3 separate regions of the Hordeum vulgare genome follow, and all the other regions are linked to region 2. A link is a contact called in public Hi-C data. All regions are on one chromosome and are shown on one strand. The core of a region is the stretch at or near the end of the contact, and the rest is flanking DNA. Distances in the headings are between cores, read along the strand shown. Region 1 holds the start of LOC123398956 (purine permease 1-like). Region 2 holds the start of LOC123398934. Region 3 holds the start of LOC123398946 (purine permease 3-like).

What was found. A called contact is a pair of places that touch in the nucleus more often than the background predicts.
Region 1: a contact with region 2 is called in a Hi-C map of leaf, with 9 times the contacts expected there. The contact joins the promoter of LOC123398956 here to the promoter of LOC123398934 in region 2. A contact is called at or near these places in 3 of 6 Hi-C or Micro-C datasets (leaf and seedling).
Region 3: a Hi-C map of leaf shows a contact between it and region 2, with 10 times the contacts expected there. The contact joins the promoter of LOC123398946 here to the promoter of LOC123398934 in region 2. A contact is called at or near these places in 2 of 6 Hi-C or Micro-C datasets (leaf and seedling).

The regions. Positions count from the first base shown.
Region 1 is chr5H:467,945,957-467,950,254 of MorexV3_pseudomolecules_assembly, forward strand. LOC123398956 (purine permease 1-like) reads left to right here and starts at 2,234. Exons shown (of 2, transcript XM_045093394.1): 1 at 2,234-3,199. The coding sequence starts at 2,252.
Region 2 is chr5H:467,455,482-467,459,599 of MorexV3_pseudomolecules_assembly, forward strand. LOC123398934 reads right to left here and starts at 2,151. Exons shown (of 6, transcript XM_045093377.1): 1 at 1,747-2,151; 2 at 946-1,036; 3 at 644-795; 4 at 282-309; 5 at 79-187. The coding sequence starts at 2,013.
Region 3 is chr5H:467,783,417-467,787,869 of MorexV3_pseudomolecules_assembly, forward strand. LOC123398946 (purine permease 3-like) reads left to right here and starts at 2,185. Exons shown (of 3, transcript XM_045093388.1): 1 at 2,185-3,254. The coding sequence starts at 2,502.

The DNA.
Region 1 (4,298 bases), core at 984-3,483, 490 kb after region 2:
TTCTACTAGTGTTACAAGAATGTCCATCTTATCCCATCATATATTAAATTATTTTCTAGAAATATTTCTATACTTAAAATAACATTTATGAATTATAATAAAATTGCAGATTATAAAAGAAATCATGCATTATTAATATTTCAGAAAAATATTCATATTCTTTTAGGCTGTATTCATGCATTCGGGTAAATATTCATGTACTACTTACGAGAAAGATTAGTACTCCGTACTACTTAAAATATTGTTCATGTAATTCTAAAATATATATAAGCATTACTTAAAGATATTATATAATTTAAATAGTAATATGAATTATATATAATATTTTGGATGAAAAACACTATCATGGTAAATATGAGCCGCGATCACTGTAATCCATTTAAGCCCCATCTCGATCATTAGGTTTTCTTTGAAATGACAAATATGGATCACGATATGTAGCTATCCAGCAAGACAACAAGCTTGACTTCGCCGGGTGGCTATCACCTTCTGCTTATTAGTATGAGGTTGCGAATCCCTTCTTTTGTACGCTTTTTTCCTTTGTAATTTTCCTAACGGTGGGTCTCATTGTTTTTTTAAGGAAAATAATCAAGGGAATCTTTGGTGATGAAAATATTCTAAGTTGTTTTCACAAAAACCCTACTCGTCCTTCCATCCCCGTGTTTACAGTCATTGACAGTGGGTCCCACGCCACATTGACACGTCTTGTTAGCATGTTGAGTGTATACAAACAGGATTAACATCGTAAATGCACGTTCAAGTCAAGTTTTATTATCGATTCAACGTACAATATGTCACATGTTTTGGCACCAAATGGACTTGCCTTGCTAAGTTCAAGCATTTGTGGTGTAATACACTATATAAAGGTGCCTGCTAGGCGTCAACCGGATGATGCCAATAGGAAATAAGCCGCCTCATTCATCGTTGATTTGTGTCAATACGACATGATTCGGGCCGCTAGATTCGTTAAGACTGGACCATGCCATGCCATGGCTTTAGTCCCAACTTGCACGTCTTTCTGAAACCTCTAGCCATCAACGCATCGTCACACACGGAACTCTAGGGATAGAAACACTTAGCCGGCGAGCACCAGCTACAACCCTCAGGCTGCAGCGGCCACGTCGTTGGTCACCTTACAACAGAAGCTTGTCGTATACATTGATCACAACAGCAGCGCCGACGAGCTCTGGGTTGCAGCAATGCTCCTACTACGATCATCCCTTCAAATACCATTGATGCTCCATTGCTCCGCATATGCTCGATAGCAGCAGTGATGCTCCGACGACTCGATGATGCTCCGTTGCAGCACCAGCGATGTTCCCGCAGCCCGACCGTGCACCATTCCAGCGTCGGTGATGCTCCGACAGCACCGTGATGCTCCATTGCAGCACCGACGATGTTCCCGCGGCCCAACCACGCTCCATTACAATGCCGGTGATGCTTCGACGGCTCAGTGACGCTCCGTTGCAGCACCGACGATGTTCCCGCGGCTCGGCCATGCTCCATTACAGCGTCGGTGATGCTCCGTTGCAGCACCGACAATGTTCCGACAGCCCGATCATGCTCCATTGCAGTGTCGGTAATGCTCCGTCGCACCGCGGGTGATATTCCAACAGTCGGATAAATGCTTCATTGCAGCACCGACGATGTCCCGGCTACCCGACAATGCTCCATCACAGCAACGGCGATGCTCCATTGCGAAAGATATTTCGACATGTTGACGAGTGTTTCATTGCAGTGCGCCCAAAACTCCATTGCCCGAGATCTATCGGCAGTTGGACGAGTGTTCCATCGTAGCATCAGCGAAGCTTCATTATAGCTCCATCGCGCATCACGCAGCTCCATGGCGCTACATCGGAGAACCTAAGACTCCTTGCAGCAAGGATGATGTTGTAACCTGACGACCCCGCTAACGCCCTCTCGCAGCACGCCTTGCACGCGGCAGCGCCACCATCACTCACCCATGACAGGCTTGCAGCAAAACATTAGGCCGTCTTACAAACACCAGTCAGGAGAAGAGGGGTCACACAGAGCTAGCAGCAGCCATGGCGTTTATGTGGAAAAGAAAGTATGAGCGGGGCGAAGAAGAACGTGATGGTAAGGTTAGTTGAGGAGAGATGCGGTACGTGGGGCTGGGCAGTTGACCGAGCTGCATAACGTGGGTGGTCACGTGGCAGGCAAATGAGGCAAGAAATCAGCCGGATGAATTTAAGTGTTTCCATATATAAAACCCCACGCACAACTCACGTCTATGGTAGTTGAGCCGAGTGAGAAACAGGCCTATTCGTGCGCTTGCTTCTTCTACAAAACATTAGGTGTGTGTGCTTTAGGCCACAGCAATCCCATGGTCATGGAGATAGAAACAGCACCTATGAGCCCGCAGCAGCGAGCATACAACGTCGACGGCGTTTCGGACCAGCGGTCCGGCGCCGACGGCGGTTCAGAACAGCGGTCCGGCGCCGGCGCTGGCGCCGCTAAACCACTGTACCGCAACCCCGTCGTCGTCGTCAACTTCCTCCTCATGGCTCTTGGCACGGTGTCTGGCCCGCTCCTCCTTCGCGCCTACTACCTTCACGGCGGCACAAGCAAATGGCTGACCAGCCTGCTCCAGACCGCCGGGTGGCCGCTCCTGCTCCCGCCGCTCTGCGTCTCCTTCATCTCCCGCCGGCGGCGCCGCCAGAGCGAAGAGAGCGCCACCGAGGCCGCTTCGCTCTCGCTCATGTCAGCCGGCCTCCTGGCCGCCACCATCGCCATCGGCCTCGTGATCGGGCTCATCAACTACCTCTACGCATACGGGCTGGCCAACCTCCCGGTGTCCACCTCCTCCATCCTCATCTCGACGCAGCTGGCCTTCACGGCCGTGTTCGCGCTGCTGGTCGTCCGCCATCGGTTCACGGCCTTCTCGGTGAACGCGGTGGTGCTGCTCGTCGTGGGCGCCGCCATGCTGGGGCTGAACGGCGGAGGCGACCGCCCCGCGGGGGTGTCCCGGGCGCAGTACTACGCCGGGTTCGCCATGACGCTGGGGTCCGCGGCGCTGTACGGCCTCGTGCTGCCGCTCATGGAGCTCAGCCAGGCGCGGCACGCGGCGCGCGCGGGCGCGGCCGTCACGTACACGCTCGTCTTGGAGATCCAGATGGTAATCGGGATCACGGCCACGGCCTTCAGCGTCGTCGGCATGCTGGTCAACAAGGATTTCCACGTAAGTTTCTTGTCAGATGCAAGTCCCTTTCGTACGTATAACTGTGCATGCACTATTGCTGCTGCGATCTTGCTGCCATTAATTAAGATCGCAACCTCGTTGTTTTCAAGGCTAGCTGGTAGAGTAGTAGCTACCAGTACTGGTAGCTACGTAGCATAATTGCAGGTTAATTTCCATCGCTGACATAGTAGCAAGATAATATGAAAACGATATATAGGCCCGCGTGGACCGCGAGGCACGAGCACCTCGCGATCAGACAGTGCCACGTACGCGGAGGGTGTACACTCCACGTCTCACCCATGGATCGTTGACTAAACCAAAAGAATTTTTACCGAGGCTTTTATAAACGTTGGGATCACACAGATCCATATGAAGCAGCTCGAGTGGCCTTCTAGTACTTATGATGTTTTTCACGGGATGACTTTCATCAACTTATTTTTCTGCTTGACAAGCACTACAAAGTCTATCTTTGTCAAACATAACATTTTAACACCGACAATATGATGACCTTTGATAAGCTTGTCAAGATTACGCATACCAACATGTCCTAGCCTTCTATGCCATAACCAACCTTTAGAAGATTTTACAATAAAACATGTTGGAGGTTTGGATTTTTTTGTAAAATCGGCAATGTATAGATCACCTCTACGAAAACCAGTAAAGATCATGTCATGATTCACAACGAAACACTTGACAATCAACTTCCGTAAAATGCACACTGAAACCAAAATCCGCTAATCTAGATACGGAAAGAAGATTGTAGCCAAGGGATTCAACTAGCATGATATTTTGAATAAAACTATCATGAGATATGACCACCTTAATTATCAAGACCAAATACCTTACCCTTGGAGTTATCACCAAATGTCACATACCTGCGTTGTCCACGATTTGGTGTGATATCATGAAACGTGACTTTATCTTTGATCATATGATCGGTGCATTCATTGTCGAGTATCGACTCCTTTCCTCCGATCATGTATTCTTTAAGGTTTGTCATAAGACTAAGCTCCTCATGATCTTCTCATACTCGATGTCAAGCTCTTCGTCTTTATCGTAGTAGCCATACTTCACATTGTTCGCGTCGTCGAATGGAATA
Region 2 (4,118 bases), core at 901-3,400:
TCAAGCTTAGTAACAAGTTATGCAGGTTGGGTCAACATTTCTTGAAAGTTCATGCCCAAGGTTAGTGAAATAACTTACCCAACAGCTGTAGCACCCCATGAAGCTACATTATAAATGTTTTTTGTCCCATCCCATGCCTTCCGAAGCTTGCCTTTTCTCTTCTCGGCTGAAAATGTCTTCTTAAGGGCTGGCAGAAGAGCGGTGATGAAGTTCAGCATTAAAACTTTCATTTGAAATGATTAGAGTAATCATTCTGATGACAAAGAAAAGAGAGAGCAAACCTTTCTGAAGTCGATCAGGAGATAATTCCTGTAGAACATGAGATATTCATGGATCAGATGTATAGATCAACTCTCATACATGAAGAGAAACGACTCGGTAAAAAAGAACAACACTGAGATATTATAGAGAAGAGCAGCACAAGTATATCAAGTCCGGAACATGGTGACTGGGGCATCTCTTATAAAGAGAGATGTGTGACACGGAAATGAACCAAATTTTCTCAAATATACTGATTATCATGTGGACAGACGTTAAATCAATGATCGTTCATTGCATCAAACCACATCATAAGGGAAAAGGAACGAAGGTTTCAAGGTGATGATAGAATCACATTGAAGTGAAAATAGCAGGACATTCCTACCTTGGTTTTTGTAAGTGTTGATAAGTATGTGGCTACAAAGAAAGCTACCCCTTCAGCTGCATCCTCTGGCTTAACAAGAACATATCCGTTGTCGTCATCATCTTCCCACACATCTCCCGCCTTTATTACATCCCATGATGTATCCAATTCAACTGTGGCAAAGAACATAAACGAACTTTAGAGTATCGCAACTCTATTTCGAGAAAGGTTAAATAAAAAGATATGTGAAACACAACATTCCACTGCATGAGTATTATAGGCACTACCAGCAGTAATAACAAGTGCATTCGGCAGAGGCATACCTGCACCATTTTGACATACAGACTTTTGAATTTCATGGAACTCCTGAAGAAATTCAGGTGATTCAAACCTAGATTTAAGGAGATCCAACATCTGCAAGGTGAAAGCAAGCCGTTCAGACTTCAGAGCGTTGAGACAGCTAACAGCTTCATGGCAACAGTCGAACTACAATAAAAACTCTCCATGCTCCCCCTCATATCACTCGAGAATATAAATCCAAGTGACACGAGATTGTTTGGCACACATTCTAAATGGGGAAAGTGGGGATAACATGCAAAATAGGAAAATGATTGCACGTGCTATACTGATCCTTGATCCTCATGCCCTGTTAACGGCAGTTATATTCCTAGTTTATGAATACTAAGAAGATGTTTAGCCTAAACCATCACATTACATTGTTCCACCACCATCACAGATGCCAACATCTATACTTTGGATAACCTCACTGCATCTGATCCTGCTTCCAATAAAAGGGCATCTTTCCATGGTAGAGTATCTGACTCCAGATGTTCACAGGTTCCTTACTGGTCCCAGTCAGCACTCACCACGCAGAGGAACCACATACAAATATGAGAAACAGTAAGTATCAAAGCACTTTTTAACTGGTTCCGGAAACAAGGCACCCAACTCAGATCTAGTAGATGGCTAATAACCGACCAAACTAGTTCGACAAACCTGAAATAACGGTAAATTGGTAGAATTACAGCAATTCCTCAACAGTTACACGCCAATTAATGCAACTAATTAAAGCTTCGTGTGCTGAATTTTCAGGCTCGAAGTCCCAAACCTCGCCACATCCGTACCTGGTCCGTGGCGCGGTCGGAGTCGCTCGCCATCGAAGCCGCCGAGTCACCGTCGTCGTCGCCGCCCTCGTTGTCCCCGTACTCGGACGCCTCGGAGTCGGCGGCCGCGTCGGAGAGCGAGGCGCCGAGATCGGCGTCGCCCAGCCCGTCGAGCGTCTGGCGGAGCTCCTGCAGGAGCGCCTCCAGCCTCTGGCGCCGCAGCCTGACCTTCGTCGGCGACCGCCGCGGGAGAGGCGCCGACGGCGAGGAGGTGGAGGGCTGCTCCATCGGGAGGAAACCCTATCGCCGGAGGAGGAGGAGGCGACGCCGGACTTGGGCTTTGCGTGGCGTCTGCGCCGTGTACTAGTGCTAGAGTAATTGCTTTTCGTACATGTAAAGAGGAGACGTGGTGTTTCCGTGTGATGATTGGACTGGATTGGATTAAACTTAACCGGAAGGTGTTTTTGCTGCTTTGGTTCCGTTTCCGACGGTGATTCCTCCGTGCACACGTGCTTGCGTTTGCGGACGCTCGCTCTTCATGTTGCTTGCAAATTGCAAAAGATACGAAGGGCTTTGACCCCCAACTGTGAGTAAAACCGGCTGCATAACCTATTGAGATAAGTTCTTTCATAGCATCTCTACCACACCTCGTAAAAATTAACCCTTAAAGCATGTATAAAGGACATTATAAACTGTTTTTACGGTATGAAATTGTCTCGGCAGAGCAGACCCCGTAAATGGAACTGTATTCCACTATAGCTTTTTTTTCTTTTTTTCTCTCGTCCCGATGAGCCATCTCCGGCCACGGCATGCCTCGCCCTGGCGCCCCGGCTCGCCCCGGCGCCTCCCGCCTCATCCTGACGCCGCCCGTTTCGGGCCACACATGCGGTGAAGGAGCCATGCGCTGTCCACCCCGACCGCGCACTCCCTGGCCCGCCTGCCCGTCCACGATTTAAGCCCGACAATGTCCGCCGCCGCGGACGCATTCCCCGACATGGTTGTCGATTATGAATCCGGCATATCTCGTAGTAGGGGTCCTAAGCAAGGCGTCTTGGAGCGATGGTAATATGGACACAAAGTTTTATTCAGATTCGAGCTCTCTCAAGGAGATAATACCCTACATCCTGCTTTTGATTGTATTGATATGGGGATACTATATATTACATGTATCTACCATGAGATTGTAGTAATGAATATGAGGTTGTCCATTGACTAGCATGGCCTCGGTTTATATAATGTACTACTGTAGATCTAGGGTTTAGAGGAGTCCTTGTCTTCTGCGCGAAGTCTTGCGGAATCTTCCTTGTATGCATCATGGGTTGTCCGAACTAGCCCATTAGTGAACCGCCATGGGGGTCCTCGGCCCGCCCTACTGATCGGGAGACGACGTGATGAGTACCCCCCTATTCCAGGACACCATCAGTAGCCCCCTGAATCGGTCTTCAAGTTGGGGACGCTCCTTGGTTCTTCCAAACTATTCTTCGTCTTCGGCCACCGGTCTTGAAAACTGGTTCAACAAATCTTCCCATCTTCGATCTTGAGGATCGACGAAGTGTATCTGAAGACTTCACACGTCGGGCATCCGAGGAGCCCCTTTAAGTTTTCGGCCTTTATCAATGCCTTGTAATTTTTTACACCACGCCTTGGGTTTGAAGTGTTTCCCGTGTGGCGGTGTCCTCTTGCGCCCGAGCTCCAACGCCGAACTGCATCCGAGGTGTCTTTTTGCACCCAAGCTCCAACGCTAGTCGGCATCCGAGGTGTCATAGATTACCCCGGTCTCTGAAAATTTGAAGGAGTTCATCCGAGCTTAAATGTCGGAATGGTCTTTTATGGAGCCAGCCATTCACATCTGAGCTTTATGCTGGATTTCTTCCAAGGTATCTTTTTGCAGCCGAGCTCCAACGCTGAATTGTATCTGAGCTCTACGTCGGGCAGCTTTCGAAGTGTCTTTTTGTAGCCGAGCTCCAACTCTGAATTACAACCGAGCTTTATGTTGGACTGCTTCCTAGTTGGTGCACCACCTCGGCCTTGGGCTATTTTTTGTGGAATTTAATTCCGATTGGTGCAATTTATTCTCTCACAAGCTATATAACGAGTAGCCCTCAAGGTGCATGTCGGTCTAAAACCCGAGATGCACTCAAAGGATAAAAATAAAACCACTGATCCGAGTAGCCCCTGAGACTTAGGTCGATTTGCAAAATCGACATGAGGATCAAGTTCTTGCTCAGAATCATACTTTAGGGACACAAATGCAATCCGCAGTAGTTCTCGAGACTCAGGATGGGTGCGGCCGACCAACCCGAGGATCGAATCTCCTCGGAAACCATACTGCATTTTGAATTTGCTGCATTGAATAGGCAATGCAGTAGCCCCCCGAGTCTTAATTTGGGCAG
Region 3 (4,453 bases), core at 935-3,434, 330 kb after region 2:
CAATTGAAGAACTTTTAAAATTCGATGTTTTTTTCAAGTCAATGATTTTGTTTTGCAAAATCGATGATTCTATTAACAAACTTTCTGCGTTTTCTTGCGGTTTTACCCTGTGTTTTTTCCTTTTAAAACCTTAAATGTAAGGAAAAGTATTAAAACCATCCAGCTGATTTTTTGAAAACATCAACCACGTCAAGCGATAGCCACGCGTCACTTTGGGCGCAGGAACCGCTCAACCTCCGCCTAGCGAAGCACGATCCATTTGTTTTCCTTCCCTCACATGCGTTAATTATTTATTTTGGATCTCGCCGTATGTCTTCGCCCTCTGCTCCAGCACTCCGTCCAGGTCACCCCGCGCGCCCCTCCGCCACCACTCCCTCGGCCAAGTCGATCTACGCTGCATGGACCACGTGTTGCTGCCGGGGCTGCAATGGAGCTCGGTCGGAGTTGCAATGAAGTAGTGTCGGAGCATCTATGCTACGTTGGAACTCGTTTGGGCTGCAATGAATCTCGGTCGGAGTCTCAATGGAGCTTCCTCGGAGCCGTCGAGAGCTCCGCTGGGGTTATAATGAAGCTCAGCCGGAGTTGTAATGGAGCTTCGCTTGTCGGTGCTGCGATGGAGCTTCGTCGCTTGTCGGTGCTGCGATGGAGCTCCATCGAGGCTGCTATGGAGCTTGGCGAGAGTTGAAATGGAGGTTCACTGGAGTGTTAGTGATCCGCTGGAACTCCGTCGGATTCCAATGGAGCTCACCGGACGCCGTTCGTGTTGCTCATGTTGTGTTGGAGCTCCTCGAAAGGCTGCAATGGCGCTAGCTGCTGCTTGTTGTGATCTGATGATTCCTAACGTGTTGATTGGACGACTAAACAGGCGGATGGTTTCTTAATGAAATCATCCGACTGATTTGTAGCAGCCGCCTAAATGTAAACGTGTGCATGGATCAGACATCACACCGGCGCGTGGGTACGAAGGAGCTTCCCTGGGGCCTGATGCGCTGAATAGGAACTTCCATGGAAATTTTCCAATTTCCATGCCACAAGCCTGGGCCTCGGTGCTGGGGCATATTTTACCATCCATGACTAATTATATCCGCCCGCCTTAAGAAAAGAGATAAAAGTTATCTATGCCCATGATTTCATTGTCAAGGGCTGATCTTATTTGCAAGAAAAAGAAAAAAAATGAAAATATCTACATGAATCTCCTCGTAAAATCATTGACATCGTTACTATTGAAGGGAGTGCGTACATAGTCGTTGTTGGGACGCAACCATTAACGCAAAAATTATTTTGAAAATCAATACATTAATGCAATTAATTAGGTAGACAAGTAATATTGTATGTAATTCATTAGATCCATTTTAACATGTATTTTTTCGTGTTAAATCAATTTGAAAATTGACTCATTAATATAAATAAATATTTTTGCAAGCATCTAATTATGGCAGAAGATAATCAAAAGTAGGGATTTCCAATTAAACATGTAATTAAATAATTAGGCGAGCAGATAATTAAGCGTCTAGATAACTAGGCAACAAGGTGCATATAGAAGTAAATGAAAATAAATAAATATTATATCATGATACCATATCATAATAAATATTGTATTACTATGTGTTTTGATTGACAATAAATAAAACTACCTATAATATTAATATGTATACATGATACTACTGTAATATGCACTACAGAGATAATATTATACATTAATATTATATGCGTGATATGATACTGCCCATTATATAGGATTAATTATGCATGACATTAATTAATTAGACAAGCACCTAATAGTGTTGAATCAATTTGAAAGTGCACGCGGGCTAGGATGACCAGCAGGCTGTTGCGTACATTGGGGACAACCAGCAGGTTCTCAACGACATGGCCGACTAACGCTTACAACATGGACTATTACCATTGTACGCTCGTGACATGGACAATCAAGTGTTCACCAAGGTGAATGACGATCATGATTTGCATGACATCGACACGCTGACGGTTGCCGAAACGTTCATCGACGAAGACATTAGACACTCGAGTAAGAAGCGCCCACAGTCGAGGGCTTTGGCCGCGTCTTTGAGGACGGCGGTGACAATCGAGGACAAATGATTGCATGCCATCACTCTTCAAATATTGTTTTATTCCATAGCAACGCGTGAGTATTTTAGCTGGTAATAAGACTTAATTGCGCAATACTTCAGACACATTTAGACGTGATTTAACAAAATCCATATTTTATTACTCCTACTAAGTAGAGTATTTTGTAGCCCAAAGCTATTCGCACGTAGGAGCATCCAACAAGCTGTTACGATCATCTGCACCAGCTTTGATATAGCAAAAGCTTATTCGATTCATATCCTCAGCTAGGCAGCCGGCCGGCCGGCATCATCGTTGTCTCCAAAGTGCCGTGCGCACTAGCTTCCAAAAATGGAGTCCTAGACAAACGCCATCCATCCTACCAGCTACCCAGCAGGCCAGCACTCACACGACGCGCGCACCCTCGTAACGCAGGCATGGACGTGGAGGCGCCCAAGGACGACGAGCAGCGGCCCGCGCCGCCGGCGCGCGGCAAGGCGATGCAGCGGCTCCTGGTGGCGCTCAACTGCGGCATGCTGACGCTGGGCACCACGGGCGGGCCGCTCCTGAGCCGCCTCTACTTCAGCAAGGGCGGGCACCGGAAGTGGCTGTCGGCGTGGCTCGAGACGGGCGGCTGGCCGCTGCTGTTGCTCCCCGTGGCGGCGTCGTACCTGCGCCGGCGCGCGCAGGACCCCAGCGCGCCCGTGGTGCTGGCCCCGCCGAGGATACTCGTGGCGGCCGCGGGGCTCGGGCTGGCGACCGGCGCCGACGACTTCCTGTACGCGTACGGGCTGTCGTTCGTGCCCGTGTCCACCTCGGCGATCCTCATCTCCACGCAGCTCGCCTTCACCGTCCTGTTCGCGTTCCTCATCGTGCGGCAGCGGCTGACGGCGCTGTCGGTGAACGCGGTGGCGCTGCTCACCGTGGGCGCCGTGGTGCTGGGCCTGCACGTCTCCTCCGACCGCCCCGCCGGGGTGACCAGGGGGCAGTACTGGCTGGGGTTCCTGCTCACCCTCGGCTCCGCCGCGCTGTACGGGCTGGTGCTGCCGCTCATCGAGCTGACCTACAAGCGGGCCGCGGGCGGCGGCCGCGTGGTGACCTACGCGCTGGTCATGGAGATGCAGCTGGTGATGGGCTTCTTCGCCACCGCTTTCTGCACCGTCGGCATGATCGTCAACAACGATTTCCAGGTGCCCATATCACGTGTCTCCGCGATCACTCCTCCCTCCCCCCCTCTCTCTCTCTCTCCATCTTCACTCTACTAGGAGTAGAGTAGGAGTACGCCACGGTACTGGAGTAGTTTCTCTTGCCTGGGCCATGCATCGAAAAGGGTCGTGACTCGTGACAGTAGCCATCAGCACTTGAATTCCCCTGGATGATTTCACCGGCCGCCTTGGAAAAATGGAAAAAAGATTGGCCTTGGACCAGACGGCGATTGGCATCAATAAATAGGACGGGGCCATACTCCGCGTGTGATGAGTACGTGCTCGCTGGACAGTCAGGATCGGAGTTATACATCCCGCGCCGTCCATTTGGACCCAAGCAATCACACGGGATCGGAGTTACATCCAAGCAATTATTGGCGGAGTTACATCCAAGCTACGATTACTGAAAAAAAAACTTAGGTCTATTCAATTCTCTTGTAATTTCATGTTTGAAGGTAGAGCGGCGAACCACGACGCCGATAGACTAGTCAAGTTTGCTCATTCTCTGGATCAGGGGAGACATATGTGGATGTCGATCCCGCACGATCCAAATCCACGTATGGTTTTCACACGCCGACGTGTATCCCACAATTTATGGAATTTGAGTGAATAAAGTCTTGATTGAACCCTTAAAAAAAGTTGCTAGGAGTAAATGCAACGCGTCTTAAACTTGTCTATTATAAAATTTAACCATGCTTTCTAACCATGATAAAGGAAGTATCTATGGTAGTAAGACAGACTTCACCCTCACGTGGATGGCGTGTGAATACGTGCTCGCTGGACAGTCAGGATCGTAGTTACATCCCGCGCCGTCCATTTGGACCCAAGCAATCACACACATGATCGGAGTTAATTACATCCCGCGACGTCCATTTGGACCCAAGGAATTATTGGCGGAGCCTGTGAGCCTAGCCTCTGAATGTGATCATGCTGAAAACGACGAGAGCCGGACCGAGCATATTGAACCCGGTAACGTGGGCGCTAGCTGTTCCGTCCTACTCGTACAAGGAACGATCGGAGCCCAGGGGAATCAAGTTGATGGTGGCTACAGGCGGCCGTTGCTTTCCAGCCTCTCTTTTCATGGATGCCATCAGCGCAGCTGCAACCCGAGGGCGACATTAGGCGAATGGCCTCTGGCTTATGGTTATTGGAGATGCCGCTCTGAGTGGAGATAACACACGATC